2 separate regions of the Mus musculus genome follow, and region 2 is linked to region 1. A link is a contact called in public Hi-C data. All regions are on one chromosome and are shown on one strand. The core of a region is the stretch at or near the end of the contact, and the rest is flanking DNA. Distances in the headings are between cores, read along the strand shown. Region 1 has its middle 43 kb from the start of 4930591A17Rik. Region 2 overlaps Cdh4 (cadherin 4).

Region 1 (3,582 bases), core at 674-3,173:
AGGGTTATAAGGAGGAGAGGCACCATCTCTGAGCATCTCTTAGAAGATCCAGTCATCTGTCACGCCAGGTGAGGCATCCGGCTCTCCATCTCCTCCACCCACCTGTTGCTCAGGCAACAACCTTCTCTTCAGAGCCATATTCTGCAGGTGTATTTGTTCCAGGAGCAGAAGAGCCTTGAGTAGCCTATTGCTTCCACTTCACAATGCCTGCAGGGCTCTACTGGGGCCACTGAATTCTGTCCCACCCAAGGCTCTAACTGATCCTCCAAAATCTTGGCTTTAGTGTTGTCCATGGATGGCTTGCTACTGTAAATGATGGGGGTGCCCAGAGAGTTCTTGATAATAGTTAAAGTGTGGTGGGTCAGCGTGCCTGTGTTGACTCCCAGGCTGGCCTGTGCTTGTCTTCGCTGGGATTTCTGGTCCCTTTCTCATTGTCTTAGGAGGCTGTTCTGATATTTTTCCTGGGGAACCTATTTGTATCCACTTCAGATGATGAAAGCGACAGCAGAATAAAGACATGATTTTACCTGAGTCTAGGCTGGTGAACCCCTTAATTTATTGGGCTCACATTTAGAAGCATGAGTTACCCTAAAGCCACCCCATGCAGATGACAAGTCACAAAAGTGTTATGACTGTGACTGAAGTCCCAGTAGAATTCCATCTCTCTCTTACACTCTAGTGCCTTCCATGAGCACATGCAGGAGCAGGGAGTGGGTTGAACCTCCAGCTAAGGGTCTGATGAATCCACTGTTTCTGTGGAGCCATGTTAACAGGCCTGGCCTTGTGAGGGTCTCATCTTCTGAGGGTCTCACAATAGCGCTCTGATTTCAAGATGACAATGGCCATGTCGTGTCTGGAATCCAGAGCTTCCTCCAACTTCTATAAAAGACCAACAGCAGCAAAGAAAGCCCAGGGCACACATGGAAACAGCATCCAGCCAGCCTGTGAGCCTTTGAAAACAAACCAAGAAAGATAAATAACGATACATAGCTACTAAAGTAATAAAGAAAACTTTGACATTTTAGAGCCAATCTGGTATCAGAAATAGATTTTTATCTTTATTTTTCATTTGCCCTTCCATCTATAGATCTCAATCCAGTAAAGCAAATAAACGGGCTGTGTTACTAGCTATATATTTTACACACGATGGAGGCATCACAGAAAAGCCTTTTCTTCCGCGTCGGTAAATAAAAGTGCTATTTCAAACATAATCAAAGAAATAAGAAATACAGTTGCCAACGAGGCGGCCGACTGCTGCTCTGAGCATCCTCTCAGGAAAGGATCCACGGTGGGGCAGACCTGTGTTCACTCTTCCTGTCGAAGGACAGGACAGGGTCCTGCCCAAGTTACGGGGCAGACACAGCTTCCACTCTGCCATTGAATGATGGAGATGACCAATTCAGGTGTTGGGCTTGTGGCAAGCCATGATGGCAAGTGTCTAAGGGAGAAGGTATAAGGTGACTAGGGGAAGAAGCATCAGGGAAGATGGAGGGGGACAGAGACAGGCATGAGTAGGAGACCCCCTGCCTACTGAGATGGTCAGGTTGGATGACTGCACCAGAGATGGTGCACCCAGCATCCTCAGCATGCACTGGACATCAATCCTTTGCAGTGCTGACCTCTAGGTCAACCTCATGCTTTCATGACAGGCTGGACCACATTCCTAGCACCTTCCAAAGCTAGTCTCTTTATGCAGCCAAGAGGGATACTAACTGGCTCTCTGCAATTCCATTTAGGATTGTTCAATCCCCAGGGACCCCATCTCTGATGGTGACTGAATCTTATCACTGGTTGGAGTCAGAGGCACAACTATGACTAAGTCTTGGAAAGATGTCAGCCTGAGCTTGCACTGGAGAGATCACGGGGTGCTGTGTTGGGGATTCCCTTTGCCTTTTCTGGAAGCTCCATTGGCTTCTCTGGAGGCTGGAATGCAGCCTCCTCTCGTGGATGGTTCAGAATAGCAGATGATAGATTCTGGGAAGCCGCTGACAACAGAGAGTGATGCAGCCCACACTGAAGCAGACTGGCCACTCGGAGATGGCTTGATGCTTGCCCACGTGATCGACCACTGGGGGGCTGAAAGCCAGGGTTTGGGCTGTCTACAGCTCTCTCTCTTCCCCGCTCCTGCTTTGGTCTGGGCATCACTAGTCCTGCTGAGAAGATGGGACAGAGATCTCTCTGCGGCTCTGGGGAGTCTCAATATGTTTTGCAGAAGTAAAAGATGGCGTAATTTATCACGGCTGAACATACGCTTTGTTCAATGACAGGGTAATTAGACATTCTTTCAGCAGACACATTAAATATATACTTATGCATTAAGGCTCTGTGTCTCGGATCAGCTCTGTTGATTTACTCCTTATGCTTGGATCTTTGCCTGTTGATAGCCATATAAAACTAAACTTCCCTGCCAAGGAACGGAAGTGACGGGAGCGAGGGGTGTCTTCCATATGTTACCTGAGTCGAGCTGGGGGATGGGCCAGGAGAGGGAGAAACTGGGATACTCTTGAGCATGTTTGTACACACCCTCACCAGCCAGCTGGGGCGTCCTTCCCTTCCCCCTCCCTCACCTAGCATTAATTATGCATTGGCAAAGATAATTTTGCATATATAATGCTGACCTCTCTCACTAGAGGGCAACAAAACCCCAGCTTAAGGAGCCTCCACCTTCTGTTTCCAGTGACAGGAAGCGTTTAATAAGGAGTCACATGGATTTCATAATGAACTCCCTATTAATTTTACATAAGTGGAAAGTTACTTCGGAACACCAGGCTGAGATCCTGCAGATGCACATTCGGCCTCCTCAACAGGTGGGGAGGAGCAGCTGCCCGCCAATCCTCATGGCTAACATTTGGGGTACATTTCTCCCAGCAATTGTACCTGACTCCTTGGGAGCTGCATTTGCTTGCCCTGCAGACCTCTGACCTGTGTGTTTCTTCCTCCCTCTAGGTAATGACCCCAAGCTATGGAGGAAGCATGCATCGTATTCTGCCCATGTGTCTGACCCTCTACCTCAGCCTGCCTTGCCTTTCATCCCTGGATGGGTCTTGATGCGGCTGCAACCATCATTTTTCTTGACTGACCTGGAATCTCTTCCAGGGAGTTGGACCTTAACCTTAAGGAGTGGAGTCCATTTTGGCTTCTATCCCCAAATATGAAAGCAGAAGACAAGGGAGCCAGCACCAAACCTGTGCTTACTGTGACAATTTTTGTTTTTAGACTTTCACATAATAACTTCAGAAAAGTGATGCCTGGGTGTTCTGTTCCATTTTCTAGGTAGGAAGCATTGGAGAGACTCCACTAAGGAGGGAAGAGCTTTAAAGACCTAGGAACTGGGGTTAGAGAGGTGGGTCAGTGGTCAGAGCACTGGCTACTATTGCAGAGGACCTAGGGTTGGCTCCCTGTACATACATGGTGGCTTATAACCATCTATAACTCCAGTTTCAAGGAATCTAATGATCTTTTCTGACAACCATGGTACTGTACAGACCTGGTGGACATGCATACACTCAGGCAACACCTACACATATAGTAAGTAAATCTAAATAGATTAAAAAAAAAAAGACCTGGACAGTTACCTAGAAA
Region 2 (3,582 bases), core at 666-3,165, 500 kb before region 1:
TGAGCCTGTTCTTTTGTTGTTCAGCATCTGGAGACTGCTCTGTGCCTGAGAGTGAGGTGAGGGGGTTTGCAGGACCAGCTGTGGGGCAGAGGGGCACAAGGGCACTGTGGAAACTGAAAAGTTAGACCTAAAGTTGGCTTGCAACCCAGAAACCCCACTCTTGGGTGTAGATCCAAAGGCCAAAAACAGGTGTCTACACAAACGGTGCCCACCAGTGAGCACACAGCACCATCCAAGAAGGCAAGTAGCCCATGACAGGTATTTGAAACATCAGTGTGTCCACATGATGGAGTATCACTCAGCCATGAAAAGGAATAGCATTTTCATACCTGCTATGCCCAGACGAACCTCAGAGCCATTATGTCAGATGAGAAGAGTCAGGCCCAGAAAAATCACAATGATGTCCTTATAAAGGCAGCATGTCCACAGACAGAGGCTATCTATGGGGGTAAATGGGGTGGCACCAGCACTGTAGGACTCCTCCCTGGGGTGATGAAAGTGCCCAGGAGTGAGGTAGGTGTAACCCTGGGTGAACTGAGTACAGTATGTAGGTGAATTTCACAGTGTGTGTACCACAGCTTAAGGTGCTGGCACTAGACTGTCCCTGAGAAAACACAGCTCTCCTCAGTGGGCTGCGTGCCTTCCTTCCCCTGTACCGCTGCTGCCTGTGGAAACCATTGCAGGCTGCAAGCCTTGGCTTTGGGACATTGTGGAAAGGGCTGTACAACACTGCTCTCATTAGCCACTCTATCTCCGGGAGCCCAAGGGGACTGTGTGCTCACTGTTCTCCATGGTTGCTGGGCTGCTGGGAGATACAGTTGGAGTTCCCAGGGTTCCATAGGGCCTCAGCAGGCTGAACCCCATCACAGAGCATTCCTGCCTGTCCGAAGGTTGCTCTATTCTTCTGCACCCAGTGTCAGGATAAGGTGATGCAAGCATGCACAGACCACTGGGCCCCAGCAGCGGTGTCCCACGGTGTGGCAGAGTGCTCTGCCATGTCCCACTGCTGAGACTTCCCTTGCCTGAGGTTGAGTAGGGGAGATGTGCCCACCTCACCGGATGCCCAGGTGGACGCTTGATGATGACCCAGCACCAAGAAGTTATCTAAGTGCAGAGCCAAGGCTGCCAGCAGAGCTCCTATAAAGGTGGTCACAGAAGGCCTGTGTCTTGGGCAAACCTCCACTCACTATCCTAGTCCCTGAGATTCGGGCTTCCCGAGCATCCTCACTGGAGACTATGGCTCAGTGGTTTGACACGTGTACTGCCCTTTCAGAGGACCTGAGTATGATTCTTCCAGTTTGATTATCTCATCTGGCCAATGTGTGCTTGTACTCACTTTGGGTTCTTTCTCTCTCTCTGTTTCTCTCTGTCTCTTTCTCTGTCTCTCTGTCTCTGTTCTCTTTCTCTGTCTCCCTGTCTCTTTCTCTGTCTCTCGGTCTCTGTCTTTTTTTCTCTCTCTCTCTTACACACACACACACACACACACACACACACACACACACACATATACACACACACACACAAAACCACATAATTAAAAAAAAAACAATAAAAATAAATCTTTAAACTCCGTCCTGCCTGAAGCTTCTAGTTGCTGAGCCAAAGGATGTATTTCTTGCTCAAACTTTAGCATTGCTTGCTGCGGGCCTGGGGTGGCTAGGGTGGTGATGCCACTGTCTGGGGGTGGTGGGGGTGGTGGTGGTGGTGGTGGTGGTAGTGAGCTACAGAACCACTCAGGGGCTCCTACTGCCTAGACCTGCCACCTGCTCCTGGTGCTGCCTTTATGACACATGAGTGGGCTTCCCTCCTATTTCTTTCCAGCCAGCAGCTCTTTCTGCTGCATCAAGCAGAAGAGAATGCAGCTCCTCTCAGTGGGGTGCACACAGCCCCTCCTCTCTACTGCTGCTGCCTGTGGGGAGCCAGCAGCCTAGCAAGCCTCAGGCTTGGCACAGGGTGGAGTCAGCTGCTCTGCTCTGCTCTCAGCCATGCTGCCTGTCTACCGCTCTTCTTCATGAAGAACCACCCATCACAACGGAAGGAGCCTGGAGTGTCAGAAATGTCCCTGCTTGAAGCAGGGAGGGCTGAGGAATCCAGGCTCCTTCTCAGCCCTTTCTGGCAACCCCTCTGGCTCTCACATGCTTCCCCGGGGATGCTGACTCAAACCACAGGCTGCATACTGCCCCCTTTCACTTTCCTCTTGTCCTCCTGGAGGGTGTGGATTACCCACCCTTGGGGTTCCTATCTTTCCAAGGTTGACTCTAGGACAGCTCATTCCAAATGAGGATCATTGACATCTGTGGGCAGATCACGCTCTGTTGCTGAATATCCAATGCTCTATGTGGGCACTGGGCAGTATCCATAGACTCTGCCCATGGGTGCTAGGAGCCAATCACAGATACCAGCAGTGTAGTAGTGTCCCAAGGGGGACATTGTTTGAGATGCAGGGCTCCGAGGAAGGAAGCAGGCAATAAATAAGGGAAAACAGTCACTTCAGATAATGGCACGTTCTGTGCACATGGATAGAGCATGTGGTAGGCATGGAGTGCTAACTGAATTTACCATCTCCTCTTAATATGCTTGGAGAGGTCTATGGCCGGCAGAGGGAATGGTTTGTACTAAGGCCTTGGGGGAGGTAATGTGCACATGTGTGTGCACGCACCTGCAAGAGTGTGTGGTGTGTGTGTGTGCACACACGTGTGCGCACATGCACACAGAGGTTGTAGACACTTGGGCTCAGGCAGTTCCTGGCCTCCCAGTCCCTCCAGAGAAGCATGCAGGGAGGTGAGAGCCTGTGCTGTGGAAGGATCTAGAGGATTTGTGTACAAAGCCTCCTGGTTAAACACTGACAAAGTTTAGAGATAACCAACAGATACAGTTTCCATCTGTGGCTGTGGTTGTTGTCTCTGGCTGCCTGTCTGAGACCTCAGATCTGAACAAGTGGTGCTGTGAAGTCTTTACATGGAAGGAGAAGGCTCTGCTGCAACAGGTGATGTGGACTGTCTGGGGATGCTCTGGCTACTCTGCATCCTACGTCTGATGAATGCCACAGGGAATCAAGGAAAGGTCTCAGTGTCCGGACCGATGGAGTAACCCTGTATGTGTCGGCACAACTTACCACGCAGGCACATAGCCACACACACCTCCCTGTACCCATCTACAGGGTTGGACTTGGCTTGTGGGCTGTGACTGGGTGATCCTGAGCTAAGCTACGCTCTGTCCTGCTGCTTGTCAGAGCCCAGGAAGACCCTGATCTGGGGACTGAGACCAACCTGTCTGATTTGTCACCATCCCTTCATACTTAAAGGTTAATGACGGTCACACCATGGGCATTCCTATCTCTTCGCTTGGCCTCCATGGTGGACTCTTTGACCCCATGCCTTTGAAGGCCACTTCTGGTAGCCCTTGAAGGAAGAAGTCAGAGGAGAGGAAAATAGGCAAGAGCAGAAAGTATGGGGCTCTCCCGAATAAGAAGTGCAGTGAATGGAGTGTGGGAGAGCTCTAGGAGGGGAAGCAGGGCACAGCCCTGAGGGTCCGTCCTGCAGAGCTCCTAACAGGAGTAGGTGCTGCTAGCATTCCATTCCA

The links. A called contact is a pair of places that touch in the nucleus more often than the background predicts.
Region 2: a Hi-C map of cerebral cortex shows a contact between it and region 1, with 4 times the contacts expected there. The contact joins two enhancer-like sites. A contact is called at or near these places in 3 of 484 Hi-C or Micro-C datasets (cerebral cortex and embryonic stem cells).

What each region holds. Positions count from the first base shown.
Region 1 is chr2:179,370,137-179,373,718 of GRCm38.p6, reverse strand. No RefSeq gene overlaps it. Among named protein-coding and RNA genes, the nearest start is that of 4930591A17Rik, 43 kb to the left of the region's middle. Within about 2 kb of position 1,923, at least 3 of the 459 cell types and tissues checked have an H3K27ac peak or open chromatin away from gene starts, as enhancers often do. A contact at or near this core is called in cerebral cortex, where this site is marked.
Region 2 is chr2:179,868,389-179,871,970 of GRCm38.p6, reverse strand. The region is part of intron 7 of Cdh4 (cadherin 4); the gene reads right to left. Among named protein-coding and RNA genes, the nearest start is that of Gm36066, 67 kb to the right of the region's middle. Within about 2 kb of position 1,915, at least 43 of the 459 cell types and tissues checked have an H3K27ac peak or open chromatin away from gene starts, as enhancers often do. A contact at or near this core is called in cerebral cortex, where this site is marked.